Linked DNA regions of Sus scrofa: all the other regions are linked to region 1. Evidence: chromatin contacts called from public HiChIP or PLAC-seq data. All regions are on one chromosome and are shown on one strand. Each heading gives the region's core, a stretch centred on a gene start, on an enhancer-like site or on the middle of the called end of the contact. The rest is flanking DNA. Distances are from core to core; before and after follow the strand shown.

What was found. HiChIP or PLAC-seq counts read pairs in DNA pulled down with a chosen protein or histone mark.
Region 2: an H3K27ac HiChIP or PLAC-seq map of skeletal muscle shows a contact between it and region 1, with 2.8 times the contacts expected there. The contact joins two enhancer-like sites. A contact is called at or near these places in 2 of 2 datasets of contacts at active chromatin or transcription factors (alveolar macrophages and skeletal muscle).
Region 3: a contact with region 1 is called in an H3K27ac HiChIP or PLAC-seq map of skeletal muscle, with 2.8 times the contacts expected there. The contact joins two enhancer-like sites. A contact is called at or near these places in 1 of 47 Hi-C or Micro-C datasets (skeletal muscle) and 1 of 2 datasets of contacts at active chromatin or transcription factors (skeletal muscle).

The regions. Positions count from the first base shown.
Region 1 is chr13:125,554,447-125,558,816 of Sscrofa11.1, forward strand. LOC106508361 (a long non-coding RNA gene) reads left to right here. Exons shown (of 2, transcript XR_001304512.2): 1 at 1-7; 2 at 286-489. It overlaps LOC110256388 (a long non-coding RNA gene), which reads right to left. Exons shown (of 2, transcript XR_002337801.1): 2 at 1,752-3,272. Among named protein-coding and RNA genes, the nearest start is that of BCL6, 170 kb to the left of the region's middle. Within about 2 kb of position 1,410, at least 3 of the 83 cell types and tissues checked have an H3K27ac peak or open chromatin away from gene starts, as enhancers often do. A contact at or near this core is called in skeletal muscle, where this site is marked.
Region 2 is chr13:126,087,523-126,091,756 of Sscrofa11.1, forward strand. All of the region lies in intron 4 of LPP (lipoma-preferred partner), which reads left to right. Among named protein-coding and RNA genes, the nearest start is that of MIR28, 190 kb to the right of the region's middle. Within about 2 kb of position 2,624, at least 6 of the 83 cell types and tissues checked have an H3K27ac peak or open chromatin away from gene starts, as enhancers often do. A contact at or near this core is called in skeletal muscle, where this site is marked.
Region 3 is chr13:126,142,197-126,146,203 of Sscrofa11.1, forward strand. All of the region lies in intron 5 of LPP (lipoma-preferred partner), which reads left to right. Among named protein-coding and RNA genes, the nearest start is that of MIR28, 140 kb to the right of the region's middle. Within about 2 kb of position 2,450, at least 5 of the 83 cell types and tissues checked have an H3K27ac peak or open chromatin away from gene starts, as enhancers often do. A contact at or near this core is called in skeletal muscle, where this site is marked.

The DNA of each region.
Region 1 (4,370 bases), core at 160-2,659:
AGAGATGGTAAGTGAGAAATATTATCTCAACTGAAAGGACAACATGTCCATAATCATTCAATACAACTGGCACAGTGACAATTATTTTTTTAATGTAGAAATTCTGCTTGGTTCAAGTAAAGAAATGTTTGAGAGAAAGTTCAAGTTTTGAAACTGCTAATGCCTTCCTGCGATGGTGTGTGGGACTCGGTGGGGGTGGGGAACAGTAAGCCAGACAGTTCATCTTAGGGGTAACCTCTTTGGTTTATGTAAAATAAATGACTCATATCAAATTCATTTTTGTAGGCTGCCATGCCTGAAGGAGGACCAAGCCATGCTCAAAAGAGATTGAGTCCTTCTTACAATTAATCAGCTACACCCCTGTGTTGTATGTCTTGATGTCTAATTTCCAGAGGAAAGATTGTTGTCAAACCAAATAAATGACGATGCTTTTGGAAAAGAAAAAAAAAAAAAAAAAAGCAATCAAAAGGAAAACCCACCTCTCCTCAATGTAAAGATGTCGATATGAACTCACCTATTGTTTGTATTTCACACCCACAGTCTTGATGCCTATTATCTCTGAAATTATATCAGTTTCCAAAAATCACTTGAAACACTCCTACACCTGGAGCTTTTGATAAACAGTCCAGCTCCTACAGAGAGAAGCACTTTTTGTGTGTGCATGCATGTGTGCGTGTGTGTGTGTGTGTGTGTGTGTGTGTGTGTGTGTGTTAGAGGTTGAAAGACAGAGAAAGACAAGTTGGGGGAGATGGAGAAAGTGACAGTACAGTTGTGAGTTGCACCCTAGACACCTGCGAAGACCAGAGGGGCTTTACTGTAACCTAGAAGAAAGTCAATGGGTACGGGGCTTCCCTCCATGGATCTCGCTCTTGAGACTGTAAGAAACTTTGAGGGTAATTTTACTCTGATGCTAAGAATAAAAATAATGATTAATGTTTTTGAGCACTTACAATGTTCCAGGAACTTTTCTAAGAGCTTTAATACATATGAAATCACATATTACTCACAAGTCTATGAGGCTGATACTATTATTATCACATTCTATAGATGAAAGGAAAAAAAAAAAAGAATCACAAAGAGGCAAGCTCCCCCATCTCTGGCTTATTGACACTGAATTAAAATCTTGCTGATCCCCATCAAGACTGAGGATGCCACTCTCTCTGGGAAGCACCGTCAGGGAAACAGAATGTTACCCTCCTCTGAAGCCCCAAGATTTCTCCTGGTGTTGAAGCCACTGCCTTAAACTACAGTGATCCCGGGAGTTTCGTCGTGGCTCAGCAGGTTACCAACCCCACTAGTATCCATGAGGATGAAGGTGTGATCTCTGGCCTCGCTCAATGGGTTAAAGGAACCGGCATTGCCGTGAGCTGTGATGTAGGTCACAGACAAGTCTCGGATCCCGAGTTGCTGTGGTTGTGCTGTAGGCTGGCAGCTGTAGCTCCAATTCGACCCCTAGTCTGGGAACTTCATATGCCACAGGTACGGCCCTGAAAAGCAAAACAAACAAAAACCTAATGATCTGGGCACCTGCCAAATCATCTCTGGAAGAGTTTAAGTTTTTTAGGATCAGGGTAGTATTAATATTATGGCTGTTTTCCCACAGCCATAGCAAACTGCCTGGCACTACACAGGCACTTAAGAAATACTAGCTGAATAAGTAGATGGAGAGACTCAAGTTTCAGACCCAAGTTCTCACAGTCATGTTAGAAAAATCAATACACAGCCAGCTCTCCAGAGTCAAAGCTATCTGTGACTTTTAAAATAAAACACCTCATTTATTTTTAGCCCTGTAGGGTTTTCCTCTGAATTCATTTTCACTTCTTAGATGCTTACAGTGGGTGCCCTGTCCATTTGGCCTGGGAAGTAGGTTTCAAAAGAAATACTGTAATGCAAGAGAGAAAACTTAAATCATGTCAAGTTCTGAAGTTTGTTGTGCCCCCATTGCTAATCCTGAAGTTAATTTCACCCAGGTTAAACTGACATCGTTCTTAGCTTTCAAGGAGCTCCTCATCATTTTAGAAATAGAGCAGAACTCCATTGAGAACAGAGCCTCATCCCCAAAGCATATCAGGATGATAGAGAAAACCTGAGATGTAGCAAGATGCCTCTGATAAAAGCATAATCTTATAAGAACCTCCTTAAAATAGACAATCCACCAAAACTCACCCAATTTAACCCTCTCATTTGGGGATAATGTGGCTCAGAGAGAAGAAATGAGTTGCCAAAGGTGACAAATCAGTTTTAAAAAAGAAGTGAGGATAGACTTGGGGCAGGGAACTCCTAGGTGAGAGTCTTGCCTTTTATATTTTGCTAGCCTTCATGACTGGGTTACAAGTCAGTGATACCTAAAATAAAGCCAATTACATTTGAGGCAAAAGTTTGACGTGGGTTTGAGAAAGTCCTTAGCTCAAGCAAGAGTTAAGGGCCGGGATGACGGGGTGGAGGGTGAGGGATCTCTATTTTTGACCACATGCTAAACATTTGTACCTACTAAGCATAGCAGGATAAATTAGTTGGTTGGCGTCAAAGGACCGTGAGTCACTGTTCTAACCAGCAATAAATCCAGTTGCTGGCACAGAAGGGATCAAATGCAAAATGACAGCTGAGATGGGAGCATACTGGCCTCCCTCCATCCATGGTTCTTCTGTCCCTGTCCATGCTGGTGGAAAATGTTACATTGCCTCACAGTGACGTTGAGGCTTTTAGAGTAGTTACGATCTCATAATATTGCTGGTGGCTAAAAAGCCAGCAGAAGTGAGTATGTCTGTGCAGATGACAATGACAAGTGGGTGAAGTCCCAGCCTTGATCCTGACTCAGTACCTGATTTTGGATGTGCCATATTCCTCTGTAGGCTGCGTTTCCCCCCATCTGAATATTGAAGGTGTGGGCCAGAGAATGTGAGGGTTCTGTCCACTTCCTGGATTCAGTGAGTCTAGGAATGCATTGACTCCTCCTTTCCTTAGAGTGGTTCTGTGAGTCCTCAGGCGAGCAGCCGCTCAGAAACATGTCAGTTCAGCTAATAGCTTGACGTCAAGAATTACTTTTACTCCAACCCTTGTGGCCATTTGGGAGCTGGAGGCATGCACTCATCTTAAAGTCAGAAGAATAGGCTCTGTTGCAGTCTCAGCTCCACACACAGGTGATGTGAACAACCTCAGTTCCTTTTCTGAAGGTCCGATTCTTCCTCTGAAAAGTCCGAGTAATAACACCTATTTCACTGAGATGTCTTGTGGGTCGGATGAGATTTTTAAGATGTCAAAGGGCTCGTAACCTGAAAAGCATAAGGGGTTGTGTGGGGGAGGATGAGGATGAACATGTAGATGAGGGGTTATGAACACTTTTTGATTTTCCGTAGAGATACAAATGAGCTGTAGGTTCAGGGTCAACAAGTAAGGGCAGGGACCGAGACGTGCTAGCTGACTGCCGGCGCTGGGCTCACCCTGAGAACCGCAGCAGCAGCTCCCGCCTAGCCCTCTCCTTCCTTCTCACCACCACCTCGTCTCCCCAGTCCAACAGAAAGTGACACCCCTCTTACGTCTTGAGCCTCCCTCGCCCCCACCCTCCTCCCTGCAGACCCAGCGGGAGTGTCAAATCTAAACCACTGTACAGATATTTCGCCCTCACTTCTTTAGTCTTCTAGACCATCTAAAAGAAAACAGCAGAGGCGCTCCCTTCGCCTACGCATTTCCCTTTGTTTTGAGGGCTGTGGCAGCCTGGCCCAGCGGCAGCTAGGGTTCCTGGCCAAAAAAGCAACTCCATCTCCAAGATCTCTCTCTACACCTGAGGTCTGGGTGTCAAGCAGGTCCGCTGGCATTCTTCCGGTGCTAAGTTAGATGTGCTGCTTTTGATGGGCACTGAGGAGATTGCCCTTAGTTGGAAGTCGGACCTTTTCATGCCGATCCACAAGCTGACAGAGCTGCAAAGGACATTAGGAACTTCCTGGTTCAACTCAACCCCACCCCCCGCTCCCCGTTGTTTACAGATGCACAAACTGAGCCATTGAAGAGAGAGTTGTCCAGCAGCATCATTTAGAAACAGAGCCAGAAGGATCTTTAAGGTCATCTAAGCCAAGTTTCTCCTTGGACAGATGAGGAAATTGAGGCCCGGTGATGCTAACACACCTGTTCTTGAGCTAAAGAATTAGTATGTAAACCGGTAAACTCTGGTTCAAAGTTCAGATCTCATTTCATGAGAACCACTGTAAGATACATAGCATGGCAACAGTGTACGTGAAATCTAGCTTCTGAGGATATGTAGATAAAACGGTAGGTTATTCCACTCATGTAAATTGGGGAAAATAAATTTATACCCATACTTTGGAATTCCTGTTTTACTCTCCCAGAGATTCATTATGTGTTCCAGGGTGTGA
Region 2 (4,234 bases), core at 1,374-3,873, 530 kb after region 1:
CATGTCTGCAACCTATACCACAGCTCAGGGCAACTCTGGATCCTTTACCCACTGAGCAAGGCCAGGGATTAAACCTGCATCCTCATGGATACTAGTCAGATTTGTTTCCACTGAGCCAGGACGGGAATTCCAAGTCTCGGAAAATTAATGAGAGATTTTTTTTTCTGTTATTATCTGTTTGAGCTCAGAGTCTATAAGTTTTGGCGTGACCATTTAACTGTCACTTTATTTATCCTTTTGCTGTTCATTCATTTATGATAAATTGAATACATTCTATAAGTCAAACACATACACTAGAGATATTTGCCTTAGAACTTGGCATCATGGTTCTAGTTCTGAGTCTCAGTCTTGGGATTCTTAGCTTTGTTTGATCTGATGCCACAGTTGGTAATTCCTTTCTGTTTCAGCCAGTCAAGGGGCAGACATGTAGTGTTGTTTAGAATAGTTTTAAAGCGGGAGCATATGTCATAGAATTTGCAAGGGAATTAGAGATCATAACTCAAGGGCCTTTCCATTATTTGAATCATCTAATTCTTTTCAATTTAATAAAATGTGTATGGGTGGCTATTACATGTGAGGCAATGTTGATGGCAAAGGAATAGATCAGGTAATAACCTCTGGTGCAAGCTTGGGAGATGCATATTTAGACAAATTCTAAAATAAAGTGTTTCATGGAAAATTATGCTTCAGTCATCATGTTTCGATCAGAAGTACAATCTTAATTCCTGTTCTGTGTTAGAGGATGGGGGTAATAAATTACCTATGACTAGAAACATGCAAGTAGGATTCTTGGAAACAATTTTGATTGAACTGAACTTTGATGACCAATTAGGATCTTAATTTTCAGATGGGGGAATGGCTTTATAGGCAATAAAGTAAGAAGAACCCGAATATTTTTAAATTTTTTTTTTGTCTTTTTGACATTTCTTGGGCTGCTCCCACAGCATATGGAGGTTCCCAGGCTAGGAGTTGAATCAGAGCTGTAGCTGCTGGCCTACCCCAGAGCCACAGCAACGCGGGATCCGAGCTGAGTCTGCAACCTACACCACAGCTCACGGCAACGCTGGATCCTTAACCCACTCAGCAAGGCCAGGGATCGAACCCACAACCTCATGGTTCCTAGTCGGATTCGCTAACCACTGAGCCACGACGGGCACTCCCCAAGAAGAATAGGAATACAGAATATTCTGAGGAATATTCTGAAATCATTGTGTGTGTTTGTTGTTTTTTTAAATATAAGGTTGCCATCCTCAGGTCTGTTGTGGGATGCCAAGTGGTGCTTTGAGCCCTCTCATCCCTTGTGGGAAGCCCTGTGCAAATAGGGGTGTGTTGTCTAGTAGGCTTCCTGGAGCTCCTCAGGGATTTACTCGCTGATACCTGATGGCTTTGACTTCAGGTGCCCTATATTTAATTTCCTCATTTTATGACATCTCTGCTTGGCTTTTTTTCATGACCTCCAGCTGTTGCCTCATCACTCTGCCCCTTTGTGATACAGACCATGGCTTACTTTCACATGCCTGTGATACAGGGCTTTTACCCATCCAGGTCCCATCTCCTTTCCCATCCATCCAGGCAGGATGGCTGCCTTTGAAAAGTAACTTCAGCCCCTCCCTCAGGGAGCAGACTGTTTTGTCCATTGCTGGTTACTCTAAGTATTAACAATATCTTTCTCTCATTGAACTGAAATTCATCCCTTTATGGTTTCCTCACACTGATTTTCTTCCTACGCTCTTAGAAAATGATGCATATTCAGAGTGTCAGGCCAGGAGAGAGAGAGATGTGTAGGTAGGTTTACCTCAAGGAAGTCGTCATAAAGCTCCTGAAAGAGGTGAAAATAGTGTCCTGTGAGCTATGCACTGAACTTGGGGAAATGCCCAGAGTTTGCTGAAAAAAGAAGGAAGAAGAGAAAACTTCTGAAATCATTTAAGGTCTTTTCTTAAAGTCATTTTCCAAAAGTTTTTAGCCCACCTCATTTCTATCCTTGTGAAAACAGTTTCAAAGATCTTATACTTGTAAGACGAATGGTGGATTACAGTCATTTATCCATTTACTTATTGTGTATATTTAATTTGTCAATAATAGCTTACAAACCTACTGATGCTTTGGTAGAATTGGCCCTGGGATCTGTATTGTGTGACCCTTAGTCTAGGACTATCATGAAACAAGGTATGGGATGAAAGGATTTTCTTTGTAGACGTAGAGGACTCAGGCCCACAGCCACGCGTACATTCATTCATGAGCTCACAGAAATAGGGAGCAGGCCTTGCTTTATATGATTTGGACATACCCTTCCATAGAGCTCATCCCTTCTGCTGCCTGGTAGTGGGGTGAGGAAGGAAGAGGCAGGGTGCAAAAGGGGATCCAGGCTTCGTAAATTAAGAATGGAGATGTGGTATTGCTAGAGCAAAACCAGAATTGTCAGCAGAAGTTTTAATCTGCTATGAAGTACTTGTCCTTCCTGTGCAGTGAGGATACAAACATAACTTGATCCATGAAAACATACCAAAGGAGTGATTGATATGCTTATTTCTTCCTGGCCTTTTGCCTTGTTCCTTTGGGCCTTGGGTTAATGAGGCCCTAGTTGATTTGTAAGGTTGTTTGTGACCCTGGCAACGGCAGTAGCAGCAGCAGCTTGCTTCATGATTATCTCCTCCTTTTACGGTCCACATGTGGAGGTCAGGGTCAGTTTAGCAGAGGTGGTAGGTTCTTAGGCATTTCACAGGCTCTGGTCACTGTGAATTTCTAGGGGTGAATGTCAAGGATTTCCTCTGCCTTGTGCTCTGAATTATCCTCCAGTTGGGTATTCAGATGATAAAAGAGAGATTTCTGGTATCTAAACATAAAAACTTCTTTGAAAGTAGCAGCCAGAGCCAATAGGGAGTATTCCAATGATTCATTTAGTAATTTGACCATTTTTCATGAACTGTCATAATTTTTCTTCATTGTTTTTTAAGACCCTGTTTTAAAAAGGTAACCTTTTTTCCTGAGATCTATAGTGGAATATGTGTACACACACTTATTTGACCATATCAACCCAATTACCACTGTTGCCGCTACATTGAAATAATTCAGGACACATGTAGGCATCCAGCAGTGAAATTTGTTGTGGTCACGTCTGTTGTGTGTTGGGATAACCAATGAGGCTAGTTTTGTTTTAGCTCCTGAGTCTCGCTGTAGGGAGTACTTTACAGTATTTACATATTACAGAAAATTTCCTTTACCCAGAGTTAAGCAAAACTTCAGTTGGTTATTTCTGAGTCAGTGGAAGTTTTTATTCCATTTTGTCTTTCCCATTGAGAATTTTAGTGATTGCTTGAAAGCTGAAACATATTTATTTTTTGCTCTGTCTAAAAAGTTAATGCCTTTTTTTTCTAGTAATGTAAATAAATAAAACAATATGAATTAAATATTTTCAAACATGTTTCTCTATCAAGGAAAAATTATGATAGTCATACTACACACCTTATCCCCCTTATGAAGTCTGAGCACTCTTTTCTCTGTCTCAACTAAAGTACTGTTAACAGCTTGGAGACTGTATTGAAACATATTAATCTTTAAGCACTTCTTTATAAAGAATTACTTTCCACATTAAATTGTACCACATTATTAATAAACCATAGCTTTTATTTTTTTATTACATTGTTTCTTATTTGCTATTTTTTTTCCTTGAATTCATCATCCTGATTCTTTTTTAAAATTTTTATTTTTCTCTTGCAATTCTTTATCAAATAGTTTTTTTGAAAGGCTATCTATATATGTGATATATTTTTTGAGTCCTTGTATATCTGAAAATGACTCTCAAAAAAGGTTTTTAGCTTCATAGTTAAGTAAAAGTTTGGCTCTAGTAGAATTATAGGGTCAAATTTCCTTATTAATATTCAACAAAGATTTCTATGTTATTACTTTGTATCATTTAGTCTTCAGTGTTGTTGATGAGAAATCTGATGCCAGTCTGATTCTTTTCCCACTTTAGTAACTCTTGTTTCCTCTGTAAGCTTTTTTAGTGGAATTCAGCAGTTTTATTAGTTTCTAGATAGTTTCCCTTGCCCTCACTGCAATATTTCTGCTCAGCATTCAGTGAATCTGTTTGATCTAAGAAGTCAACTTTTTATTTGGCTAAGCGGGATTTTCTTGTGATGTTGGGAAAAACGCATTTTGATTTTTCACTTGCCTATTTCTTCCTTATGGAACTCCTGTTTTATGGCTTTGGATTATTTTTCCATTCTTCTTATTT
Region 3 (4,007 bases), core at 1,200-3,699, 590 kb after region 1:
TGTTCTTTAATAGGCATATCTTCCTCTGACAACAACTCATTAAGGTTCTCTGTTTTTAAGAAGACATGCAATTATATTAGGGTCACATAGATAATCCGGGATATCTCTCCATTTCAAGTCTTTCATCTTAATCACGCCAGCAAAGTCTCTTTGGCCAAGCAAAGTAATGTTTTCACAGGTTCCAGAATCAGAGTGTGGACATCTACAGGGGAACCATTATTCTGTCTACCACAGTCATTTTATGGGAATGAAAATGATTTCCCATTGTTAATAATGACTAGACTGAGGATGTAAGTAAGAAGAGATGAAGTCAGATCATTAAGTGTGTTTTGTACTTTATGGAAAGATTTCTGAAGCTATCCTGATGTCAACCAGGAACTATTCACTTCCTTTTAGTACAAGGATATTTAGCCTATAATGAAGTTAAACTATTGAAGTAAGTAACTTGGTGGTACCTGACAATCCTTTGAATTTATTTCTATAAGAAAATTAAGTCTATTTTTTGGCTTAGTATACTGGGACATACTCTGTATCATATGCATATTATTATGTTCCCCATTCATTTTTACCTTTTTACCATGTTCTTTTCCCCCCTCTTCCCCTATTTAGTTTTTGTGGAAGCTGAGGAAATGCCATTCTTGGTCCGTGACTTGTTGCATGAAAAGTTCAGGATGGCTTTCATCAGACAAAGGTGTCTCAGATTTTATAAACTGGAACTTGGTAGCAGCAAGGGGTGCTTAGGAGGACAAAGACATGCCTGTTTCTTGGCACAGTGGTACATGGAACTTGTGCCTTCTGGAGCTGACAGGAGTTTGAGTGAGCAAGTAGATGGTTTCTTCATGTATTCAATACAAGTGCTATAGCCAGCTTTCTCTGGGGTCCTGCAGAAACAGATCTAAGAAGTCTAACGAAAGAATCGACACCACTTCCCTGTGCCTTTAATGTAAAAGTGGGCAGTTAACTTGTGTACTTGTTTGGGAATGATTCGTAAAGCTGAGAAGGAGCTAGTAAATAGAAGGAGCCTAGTAAATTGAAAGATTCTCCTGATGGAACAAGGAAATTGAGATTTATTGTTCAGTCAGTTCCAATTACCTGTTGTGTTGCAGAGGAAAGCAGCTAAACAGGATGTTGGCTTGTAACACCATCAAGGTGGAATCAACCTCAAAGGAGACCGTGTCAGAGCAGTGTTCAATGCCTGAACTTCTACCAAGTGAGTCACTTGTGAGAAGAGGCCTTGATGCAGATAGAATCAAGGTGCCACATTATATCTGATCACAGAAATGTTAATGCAGAAGAACAAACTGGCTTTGATCTTCATGGGATTGCAGGCTGAGGAATAAAGAGGGAGGTGTATTTCTAAAGGTCATCTCTACAACTTATGAGAAAATGCTTCTGTGTGGCTGCATATCAAGAATAGGAAGTGAGCATATTTGAAGGAAGACTGCAAGCTGTTTTCCATGTGTGAATTTCACATGTGTGTTTGTGTGTATGTGTCTTCACATATGCCTGTGGGTTTCTGGAAGTGTTTAGCATCCTGAATACTCATTTCTTCTGTGTTGTAGCTGATAACATCTAACGTCCAGTGTGGTGCATGGAGAGGAAAAAGCTTCTATCTCCTGCTTTAGATGTAAATTAGATAACTTTTTTTTTTTTCAAAAAAGGTGTGCCATTTCAAAATGACTTCTTTCCTGACTTGAAAGTAGAATTGGCAACAGTGAAATGATCTCTACACAAACTCAGAAAGGATATCTTTTGAACAAGTAGTAGTTGAATTTCATACCAAACTAGAAAATGTTAAGAAATTTGAGGTGGATTGTTGTTTATACGGGTAAACTAGGAGAGCCCACAGGGATGAAGCTGTTTGTCTGAGGTCATGCAGTAGGTCAGTGGCACTGCCAAGACTGGAACCATCATCACCTGACTCCTATTTCTTTCTAGTCCAGCACAGCTGCCTCCCAAGTTTAATAGTCTATGACTCACAGTCCAAATCTATGGTGACATATAATATGTTACTTTGATTCTAAATCAACAAGCCACTTTTAGAAGTGCTTACACTGTTACATCACTTTCTATGCTATTGGATTCTTCAAGTTGAGTCTTATTTCTAGAACTCCAACAAGAGTAACAAGAGGAGCCATTTATTCATTATCACGACAACTATGTATTAAACACTTGTTGGGTGACAAGTCTCCTCTAGAGAGTGAGGGTGCAGCTATGAATAAAACAGAATGTATTTCCTTAAATGGTTACTTTTCCTCTGGAGAGAGGCATCATAAGCAGATAAACAAGTAAACATTTACGTCTGATAGAAATAAGTGCTGTAGAGAAAAATAAAGCAGACAAAAGGAGAGGGAATGCTTTGGTTGGAGTGGATTAATTGTGGCTGCTTTATATAAGGCAGTTAGAGCAGGCTTTATGAGGAGGTGATATCTGAGCAGAAATCTCAGATAGGTGAGGGAGTGAGCCATGCAGATATTTGGAACAGGAGAAAGCGTGTTCCAGACAGAGGAAGTATGAAAGCACTGGGAGAGGAACCTGGCTGGCACCTGGCTTATTTGAGAAAGACTGAAGTAGCCAAGTAAAGCTGGAGTTGAGTGATCTACAGGGAACGAGAAAAGATAAGGGCAGGAGGTACCAAGAACCATTACCTCGTCATGTGATCAAACTTACATTAGCGATCCCTCTGGCAGCTTTATGGAGGATAGAATGTAGGCTAGAAATGATAGTTGGTGGGCAGGTATGGGGCACCTGCTAAGAAGTAGTGAGGTTCCAGATATATTTTGATGGTAATGTCAAGTTTTGGGGACAGATTAGATGTAGAATATGAGAGCAAAGGAAGATTCCAGGGGGATTGCTAGGTTTTTACTAGGTAATGAGAAGAATGGAGATTCAATTTGGTGAGGTGTCAGGAGGACAGCAAGACAGTTTTGTGGTTTATTCTTTTTTTTTTTTTATGAGAATTTGATCAGCAATTTGGTTTTAGGTATGTTAGATTAGAGCTGACCTTTAGCCTTCCAAATAGCAGTTGGGTAGACAGTTACATATTTGAGTCTGGGGTTCAAGGATGAAGTGTTGACTTAATATAGACTTGGTTAGAAATGAGTAGATCCAAATTTAAAATTTTGATACTGAGTGACATTATCTAAAATAGTGGATTATGCCCTTGGGCCAAGATTTTGATATCTCTTGGAGACACCTAGGAACCATTAGAGATGTCATGAACAGTGATAATGAGGTGGAAGGAGAATCAAGAGACAGAGCCTTCCAAAGATATAGGGAAAAAGCACTTCAGGAGTGAGTGAAGGATAAGTTAACTGCTCTGTGGATCAGCTGCCATGAAGATTAAAAATCAGACCACTTGGGAGTTCCCATGGTAGATCAGTGGTAATGAACTTAACTAGTATCCATGAGAACATGGGTTTGATCCCTGGCTTTCCTCAGTGGGTCGGGAATCCAGTTTTGTCATGAGCTGTGATGTAGGTTGGCTTAGATCCTGTGTCACTGTGTCTGTGGTGTAGGCCAGAAGCTGCAGTTCCGATTCGACCCCTAGCCTGGGAACTTTCATATGCCGTGGGTGTGGCCCTAAAAAGACCAAAAAAAAAAAATCGGACCACTGGATTTACATCTTTGATGGTTGTTGCATAAAAACAAACAGTTCTCACCACTCTTCTGAGCTCTTGGCTCACGCTTGTTTTTCCTTTTCCTTTGTCTAGGTGAAATCAACACTAAATAATCATTAAATACAAGACTAGAATTACATTGTCTGGAGTTCAGTCCTAGTCACATTCACAGTTGTCTTATTTGATCTTATTCTGTGCTTCTTCTTAAGGAGGGGGGCGGTGATATTATCTACCTCATAGATTATTGGGAAGACTGAAAGAGATAAACATTTAGCACAGTATATGTCATATAGAAAATGGCTCATAAATGGAATAAAACGATCAGTATAATTAACAAAAATAAGCTTGCCTTATATTTTCTTTTTATCCTGAGAAGCCCATAACATC